Linked DNA regions of Zea mays: region 1 is linked to region 2. Evidence: chromatin contacts called from public Hi-C data. All regions are on one chromosome and are shown on one strand. The core of a region is the stretch at or near the end of the contact, and the rest is flanking DNA. Distances in the headings are between cores, read along the strand shown.

The links. A called contact is a pair of places that touch in the nucleus more often than the background predicts.
Region 1: a Hi-C map of leaf mesophyll shows a contact between it and region 2, with 5 times the contacts expected there. The contact joins the promoter of LOC100191408 here to the promoter of LOC100282051 in region 2. A contact is called at or near these places in 2 of 25 Hi-C or Micro-C datasets (ear and leaf mesophyll).

The regions. Positions count from the first base shown.
Region 1 is chr1:228,594,150-228,598,746 of Zm-B73-REFERENCE-NAM-5.0, reverse strand. It overlaps LOC100191408, which reads right to left and starts at 2,014. Exons shown (of 6, transcript NM_001136842.1): 1 at 1,853-2,014; 2 at 439-512; 3 at 282-360; 4 at 1-188. The coding sequence starts at 1,915.
Region 2 is chr1:228,224,165-228,229,163 of Zm-B73-REFERENCE-NAM-5.0, reverse strand. LOC100282051 (mitochondrial import inner membrane translocase subunit TIM23-1) reads right to left here and starts at 1,975. Exons shown (of 1, transcript XM_008666525.4): 1 at 648-1,975. The coding sequence starts at 1,802. The coding sequence ends at 1,224. It overlaps LOC100191861 (major Facilitator superfamily protein), which reads left to right. Exons shown (of 6, transcript NM_001137285.1): 6 at 1-24.

The DNA of each region.
Region 1 (4,597 bases), core at 765-3,264, 370 kb before region 2:
TCTTTCTGTGTCTGTGGATCATCAAAGCGTCGCCCAATCATCCTCTTTGTTCCAAAGAAAGTATTCTGGGGATTGGTTACTGCCTGGCGCTTGGCTGGAGTACCAACAAGTCTTTCACCCTTCTGAGTAAATGCGACAACAGATGGTGTTGTTCTCGCACCTTCAGCATTCTCAATAACTTTTGGGTTCTGCAGTCATTTAATATAGTTATTTAACTCAGCAATAAAACAAATATGAGAGACAAAAATCATGAAGGGCAAAAATCCTTATGAGTAACTCACCTTTCCTTCCATAACAGCAACACAAGAGTTAGTTGTCCCCAAATCAATCCCAATAACCTCATTTCCAGCAGCTTTTGCACTGAAAGCAGTTACCATGCAAATTAGCATTACTAAAATCAGAAAAGCGTTAAGAACTCAAACAGGAGATAATTATTACCTAAAAGGTCTTGCAAAATTTCCCCATTTTGAGCATATGTTGGCAGCACATGTTGACTGTAAGTTGGCACCCAGCTGAAACAAGTACATTCGGAGACTTCAGGTCCCATTTGAATCCTAGAGGGATTATAAGAATCTAGATAGTAGATAGAGATTTTGAGAATCTGAATTTAGAATCTAGACATTGAGATTTTGATAATCTGAATTTTGGACAAAAATAATCTGATTGTTTGGATTCCCAGAATACTCTTGATAGTGGATGCATTGTTCTTGTACAAGATAAATGTCAAGGTACCAGTTCTTTTTTTTGGAGATAAGATGACAGGATTCCGCACATTTTTCCTGTCATCTCATCTCCAGAAAAAGCTGGCATCTTATTTACAGCCCCATAGGTAGGTAGACCAACTAGCACTTGAATTAGCAGCTAAAAACAGTTTTTTTCTGAACTAAAATGGATTCATTAGCACTAAAAATTAGCACCTAAAATTAGTACTAGCTAGTGGATCCAAACAGACTGCTAATTATTAACTAGCTCCTAACTATTAGTTCCATTAGCTGGTTTGGAATTGCTAATAGGTACTAATAGTTCAGATACACCTTCAACTCACCATCCAACCACCTATCCACCTATTAGCAATAGGCCCCAAATAGATCCAATAAAACTGAATGCATTCACTGAAAAACAAAAACCTGACAGACCATAGCCATATGACAATTTATCCATGGTTAACTCCATAACAGTATTGAGGCCCCCTTTGGCAAGGCTCCAGCTCCTCTGAATACAGTTTCGGCTCTAGCTCCTCTGGCTCCTTGGCTTCTGTGGAGGAGTCGGGTCCTTTTTGCAATTCGTTTGGAAAAACAGCTTCTCTTGTGTTTTTTCGAATGATGTATGAGAAAAATTGAGGAGCCGGTATAAGCCACGTTTTTGGTGCTCTGGCTCCCAACAAGAAAACGGCTCTAGCTCCTAGAGGGTTCTCGACGAGAAGCCGTTTTTTTACCATCTGGTAGGGCTTCATGATGAGTTGAAGATAGAGCCACCCAAAGAGCCATACCAAAGGGGACCTGAGAATTTGAGATAACACTACTAATAATGCTAAGGAACCCCTGCACAGGGAAACGACCCACAATTTGAGCGATAACACCATGTCGAGGTAAGCCCTTCTATGTGCACAAGAACAGTTGCTCACAAATCGCAGCAGATCATGGCTACTGAAGTTCTACCACAGAAGTAATCCAGAACTACCAAGAACTGAAATAATACATTAATACCCTCTAGTGCTTAGAACCTACAAGCACTAATTCATCCTCCTCCGCGCCAAATCCACGAGAACGTGAGATCCATATATTACAAACGACGAAACTGCTAGCCGAATATGAATGGAAGAGAATTACGGAGATGAAGGAAGGGGCCTTACGGATCCGAGAGGGGACGCGAGCTCCCTTCGGCGCACAGCGCGGAGGAGCAGCGACGCCGCCATAGAAGGCTGGTCCCGGGCACTATCGTGCGGAAGCAAGGGTGGCTGCGGCTGCGGCTGCGGCTGCGGCGAGGGTTTGGAAGATGATGGCTTCGCGAGGCGTCAGGGGGAAGGGGGTCGCGGCGGGCTGGTTCTGAAGTCGGGCATTTTATGAGATCGTGACCGCAGCGGCCGAATGGGTGACTGAACAGTGGGCCTCCACGTCGGGCTGGTGCGGTCGAGCGGCACCGGCGCCACCGCCACGGAAGGCTGTAGAAACCTAACGACCGAGAACCAGGTTATCCGAGGGTTTTCTTACTTTTTCCCAAGGCAGTGACAGGTCTCTTGACTCTTGAGAATGGGCTCAATTCCTGTGTGCTGGGCTGCTGGCTGGCCATTTCACAGCTACTTCTGTCGGGATGGCCAGTTATTTTCTGGTTTTCAGTAAGCAAAAAAAAAAAAAAAAAACAGTTTGCCCCTCTCAGCTATTGCAGTAGTCCGATCTTCTCCCTAAACATAAAAAACTAGTTTTTGACACCTCTCAACTTTAGACCGTTTGTTTTTTCACTTTCAGAGATTTTGTTAGTGCTTTTGCCGATATGGCACCACGTTAAAAGGAGAAAATCGCTGAAAGTATGAAAGTTTATGAAGGTAATATAAAGGGATGGAAAGGATGTGGTGGCTCGCTCAATTGAATGTCCCGTCGAGGCTAAAGAATGAAATTTTTGATAGTCCGTCCAAGTTTCTCAATCCCCTCGAAACAAGGAATGTCTAGCATGTCCTTCTCGTATCCTTGAACGATTGTCGACACTTCTACCATGTAGTACTTTGCTGGAATATCGCGACCATGATATTAACATCCCGGATCGAAAGACTGTGGCTATTTTTCTTGTATGAATATTATTAATACCATATCTTGTGACTAGCGAGCACGACACAGGCATATTGATGTCGTCAACTGGATAGCGGACCTTATTTGTCATAGATGTGACACCGCTTGGAATGGTTGGACACTCTATGAGCTATGACCAATGGTTGTGTTGTTAGAACTAGCTGCATCTGGGGAGCTTGAGTGGCCATTTGTTGAATAGACATCGCACTCGTCAATTGATGCATCAATTCAAGAGAAGGATTGGATAGCATTTGAGACATCATGTCTTTGAAGTCTTTCTTGGCCTCCTCCTTAAAATAATTTGTCGTCGCTTTCTTGTATTGAACGTGATTCTTGTACATAGCTTCCCAATATGGTTTGAATCCTTATTTCCGTCCTTCTTTGGACAAGATGCCCCGTACATAACCAGGATGCTCGGGATTACCTAGACTAGTTGTAAGGGTGTCCCTCTCTTTTTGTGGCTTGAATGATGCTTCCCTCTGCTTAGCTATCACTGCTTCTTCAACTATTGGATCATCAAACGACAAAACAGTCTCGGTTTCTCTTGGTTTTTTAGCACGGATCTAATTCACAATCCTTTGCCAAGTTGCTTAGATAACGCCGACAACCATGTGACCTTGTTCACAGCATCTTCTTGCTCCATCTGTGGAACCTGGCGCTGGTAACCATTTGTGCCTTGGTAGTGGTGGTACTTGTTTTTCTTTACGAGATCTGAATTGGCTTCGGTTGAAGCTAAGAACTTTAGGTTACTCCTCTGATCTAGAAAGACTGTCCATTGACCTGTTGAAATTTTGTACCTATTTGTCGTGTTTAAGTCTCTCTTCGCCCACTTGGTATTCATCTTAGACCTTTAATTTTGGAACATGATTGTACACTTATCGATTACATAATGCTTTACAAGTTCTTTTTAAACCCGAGGAGGAATGAACATTGTTAGTAGCTTATCCGAAATTAGATTATTGACATCGGCCGACACATCTTTCCACTATCGGATTGTGATGTCAAGATTATCCTGAACTAAGACACCAAATGCATTTCAAAACTTAGTTAGGCTTTGTTCAGGAGCTAGGGTGACCTTTCAGGCTCACTTCTGAGACTCTATATGTGTTGTATGGCCACCTGTTCAGTCCTCTGTCACCTCGTTTTCAATCACTCTGCTTCCTTTTTCTTAAACTCTCGGTGGTCGTCTCGGTCGGTTCTGGTGCGTCTTCGTGTGGCACTTCTTCAGCCATTATATCACAAAAATGAGACAATACCTCATATTTATGTAATAAAGTACATAAGAAATCATGCACGTGTAATTCACGTTGTGAAATAAGCTATTAGGTACACACACATAATCATGGATGCGTACTTTACCTCATCTTCTCATGGATCATAATTAGGGTCATGTTGCAATTCACGACGAGAGGCCCTATCTACGCTAGAATCAGGGTCGCTAAGGATTTGGTATCCTTTACCATCAATTTGGTGGCCTTGTCTTGCAAAACACTCTGGTCCATGTGGTGGATACTAACCATTGGTCCTTGTTTGAAGAACTTATTGAGCTATATATATATAGACATAAACATTAACTAAATTTTCATATATCATACATGTGGCGGAACCGCCCAAATTAATCCAACTTAAGTGCTCAGGTCTCACCACAAGGACGATGACACATTTAAATCAGATTAAACTTTCAGTCCATCGGATCTAGTACGATTAACCACTAACACCATATCAATAACCACCTCTCACTCTAAGATGAGACCAGATAAATACAACAAGTCATAAGAAGTTTGGAAATCATGAAAATAATAGTTTATTCATTG
Region 2 (4,999 bases), core at 726-3,225:
TGAGAAAGGGCTCATTAGAGACCGACTCCTTTTGTCTAACGGGTCATCTTTTTTTAACTGAATCATCTCATCAAAACGCCTTTCTTTTCTGGTTTTGTCCAAGTGCTCTTGTGCTGCTCTAGACTTCTATTATGTCGTGACACGTAACAATGGAGGTGCTGGTTGATAATGGAATTTTCCATAAGATGTTGGCATTAGGCCATGTAAGGGCTTGTTCGATCATTTTGATTCCATATGAATTGAAGGAGATTGGTATGGATTAAGAGAGATTTTAAATTACTAGGAATTTAAACACACTCAATCTCATTCAATTTATATGGATTGGGTTCAAAGGAACGTGGCCTAAGACTGTAGCATTGGGTAAAAAATTGTTTGGTCGCACGTCAAGGCTGAATCAATGGGTAAAAAAATTGATCATCCTACTGCCCTATCTGTAATTTTTACGAAGGGTTCGCGTCCCAATCTGTAATTTCTATGGAGGCTTCGATGCAAACTTTTTGCCTATCCAATCTGTAATTTATATGAAGGCTTGGTTGCAAAAAAATTTTTAAAAAAATCACCATGGTATGGAATGGGGATAATGGTGCAGACGTTCAGTCTGCCCCAATTCGAACAAATCACGACAGAAAACAAGATGTCATCTCATCTCGGAGCAATGAGCAATATAGATTGCTTATCTCAAAGGCACTAAACTTAAGGGTGCAGTGTCAAATCTCAGAGAATTTCACTCCACACATCACCACAACACACACACACACACACACTCTAAGGGCATGTTTAGCAATCCATATGTGTGAGAAGTGGATTTAGTTAGAATTTAAACTAACGTTCACCCTAATCCACTTTTCTATGTATGGATTGAGAACATGAAATGGATTGACGACAATACATGTGCATCCAAACAAGGAGATAAAAATACCTTCATCTAGCCCTTAACATATAAGGACAAAGCAGAACTAAAGCATCTTGAAGCACGATGTTGCATTGCAATTCCAATGCAAGCTCAAAATTTCCCATTCAGGGCTTGTTCGGTTATTTTCAATCCATATGGATTGGAGGGGATTGATATGGATTGGAGGTGATTTTGACCCCTCAATCCATATGGATTGGGGTAGAACCGAACAAGCCCTCAGCTAGTTTTCAGAAAAGGCAAACCCCTTCCCTACTAGAGCACTAGACGATATCATTGTTCGCTCATCATTGCTACCACAAAAAAAACACGATCATATGACATTCACGTATCTCTTGGCTAGCTGCTTGCCCCCCGCGGCGGCGGCGGCTAGGATCCCACCGAGGGCGCCTGCGACGGCGGCGGATCGCGGCCCGTTGGCGGCGCGGAAGAGCGTGCCCGTGCCAAGCCCAGCGGCGACGCTGTTCATCCAGTCGTCGCGGTCACGGGCCGCGACCATGGCGCTCTCGATCCCGGCGTACATGAGGCCAATGACGCCCAGCGTATTCCCGACGCGGCGGCCAGAGCTGCCGCAGGCGTTGAGCACGCGGTTGGCGCGGATCTTGGCGGTCTCCCCGGGCTCAGCGCCCCTGGCGGCGTCGCGGAGGCCCAGGACGGCGCCGCCAACGGCGCCGGAGAGGTACCCGACGCCCGTATAGAAAGTGAGGTTCTCACCCCACGAGCGTCGTTGCGCCAGGGCCTCCTCCTGGAAGAGGAACTCCGGCGAAGTGGGGAGGTCGTAGAGCGTCCGGTAGCTGTAGGGCATGTTGAGGTCCTGGTACGGGTTGTACAGCCGGCGTTCGGCGTCGGAGCGGTCGTCGGATCCTGATGGGAACATCCGAGGGTCATCCATGGCGGCGGCGGCGGCGGCGGGGTGGAGCTGCTAGGGTTTTTGGTGGTGTCGGCGGCGGGAGGCAGGAGCCGGGGAAGTGGGGAAAGGAAAGGCAACGGAGCGTTTTGGTAGCCGCCTTTTGCGAGGTCCTACTTTGGCGGCCTATATTCCCGCCGGAATTCCGATCTTTTTCCGGTGAGAAAAGCCTTCGTGGAAATGATCAGGGACTTACGGCAACTCCAAAAATTCCCTAAAAAATTCTTCCCAAAATATTTTATTAGGGACTGTTGGAAAAAAATTCATAGTTTTTTTTATCACACAGTAGATTGCTAAAAACTTATCTAAAAAATTTAAAAAGGAATATGGGCCAATGGATAATATATTGGGCCACGTACTTACGCACCGGTATTTCATCTGAACACAATTGCTGAAATCTGGAAGCAAGCAGTCAGGTTCAGTAAAAAAGATGAGCACAATGGAAGTACCATGTGCAAAGCTGAACACAAGTATAGTTATTGCTCTACAATGGTGCTGAATTTTTTGGTAGAAAGCTAAAAAAAGCTGACGACCCTGCATATCAGCTAAAGTCGCATGTAGAAATCTTAGGAAGCAGTCCAGTTTACAATTTGGTTCCACACGCGAAAAAGCATCAGGACACTCGACACTTGCCTTGCATGTGCCTGCAGGCCGCCAGATTACGACCGTGACCCTGTAACAAAAGTTTAAAATACTAATTGTTGCCGTCAGTTGACGTAAGCTATATAGAGGATTGGGGAATCCTTCACGCAAATATGCGGGTGAGAGGATGCCGATACAGGGGATGCGAAAAAATTAAGAAAGTATCGACAGTTTACGGAGAGAATATACTAGCTCTTTTTCCCTAAAAGAGGTTTTAGAGCAGCTCCAAAAAAGCACTAAAAATTTGTTTCCCAAAATCTCTTATTAGCGCGGTAGCGCCCTTAGAAAATAAAATCCACTGTAAATATGTTATCTCACAGAAATTACTAAAAACTTTTTCCTAAAAAATTGAAAGGGACATGGGCCAGCGGATGTTGTATTGGATCATGGTTTGGCTTTTGGATTTAACTTTTACGCTAAAAGCCAAATCAAAGGGTTGAATCTAGAAAATAGTTTTTTTTTTCTAAATATCGACTTTTTCGCAGTGTAAAATTGAAAGCACTTGAAAGCACTTATGAATATGTTTTTTGTGACTTTTGAATGGAATTGGCGAAAATATACATGAAAGAATTCTTAGCGGCTTTTAGTGGTTTTCACCAAACAGTTTTTAGTTTTTTATCAGTTCACAACCTACAACAATTTTTTCACAGCTAATAACCCACATTAATTTTTTTTCGACAGCTCACAACCCACATTAGCTTTTTTTCACAGCCACAGCCCAACCAAACAGACCCGTATGTACGCAATGCTGCTCTTGGTTTTATGCATGCGCCTCCACCCACGTCCAGCAACAAATAGACATGTGTTTTAGACCTTGTTCGGTTATTCACATTTTAGGATGATTGAAGGGGATTAGAAGAGATTATTTTTTTGACTAGCTACAAATATAAACCCATTCATCAATCTTCTTCAATCCACGTGTTTAATCTTAAAATTTACATGTCTACGGTAGTATTTCTTCGGAGATGCTTCTAAAACCATGTTCATTTTCTTAACTGTGTTTATAATAATACGTTAACAACACTCCAATTTGTGCCTTGCATCATAAAATACGCTAATTAAAAATTTAATTAAGTTTAATAGATTCATGGATTAGTCATGGCCTACTTATTTAATTTTTATAATCAATGTATGTTCAATTTTTAATTAATATTTAAGACCTATATTTAGGGATGACAACACGGAATTCCCCGTCGATGAATAGCTCCCTATCCTCGTCCCTACGATGAAAAAATTTCTAAGCAGTAATTTTCACAAATGCCTGTGAGGACATAGGAGTGAAGATAGAGAATGTTTCCCGGTCTCGTACTCGTTCACTTGTGGGAAGAGATTTTCCGTTTACATTTCCATGAAAAAAACTTATTTTATCTTTATCTTCTAAGGTTTAGTTTGGCAACATTATTTCTCAAAAGAATTTTTATCTTTAGGAAAATAAAAACCTCTTAAGAAAATGAAATTACCAAACTAGCCTGAATGGAAAAAAATCTCCATGACGAATCGAAGATGACCCAAGAGATTCGGAAAATAGGAACCCATCGATAATGGAGGCATTGCAGTCGCCGCTGTCATGAGACCGTGAAAGCACAAGCCAACGACGCCTGTTTACATGCCGCACAAAGTTCGGTGTGTTGAATAATAAAATCACGAGAACATAAGGTATCTTGATCGACCCGTTGTTGGAAACGGTCAAGTCAGATTCAGTCTCTTTTTCTTTTTTGAACGGAATCCAGTCTTGTTCACGAAGATTTTGGATCCTCGTGTCTGCATGTTTTCATCTCTTCCCCACCAACACGAACAGGCGGAACAGCTAGGTCAGCACCAACCGAACCGGCTCGTGCACCGGTACGCCAATAATGCTCGCAGGCGCACCAGTTTATCACCACACCATCCACGAGCCCATCGTGTCAGTGTCAACTACCCCCGGGCTCCCGGCTCGTGCATCGGTACACCAATACTGCTCGCAGGCGCACCAGGTCATCGGTCACCATCCACGAACCCATCGTGTCAGTGTCAACAGCTCCCGTTTTCGGGGTTCCCGGGTCCCGGTTCGCCGGCTCGCCGCCGTGTCGCGCTGCAGAGAAAAAAAAGACCCCGTCAAAATCACCGAAAAAATCTTGCGCGCATGTCGCTATGCTCCGCTCTCCGATTTTTTATTACATTTCAGCTCCTTTTCTTATTTTTTTTACATTTAGATCTCTGGACGATTTAATATCGTTTTTGATCTTTTAATTGACGTCATAACTCACAACGTTGAAGTAACACGTCTTGACGCCATGATCTATGACGCCGAGTGAAGGATACGCAGGACTCTAGACGTTGAGGTGGTGCATACGTGGCTGAGTTAGTGCGTACGTGGTCGAGCTTGACGTAGCTTGACGTCGTGACCTATGGCGCCGAGATCGCTGCCAAATAAAGCTTATGTTCTTTTTCGTCCTTTTGCTTTCAGTTACGTACATTATTTTGGTTGATTTTATTTTATTTTGGTCCGATTTATTTTTCCTATACTGCACTAACATTTTGTTGATATAAAAGACCATATT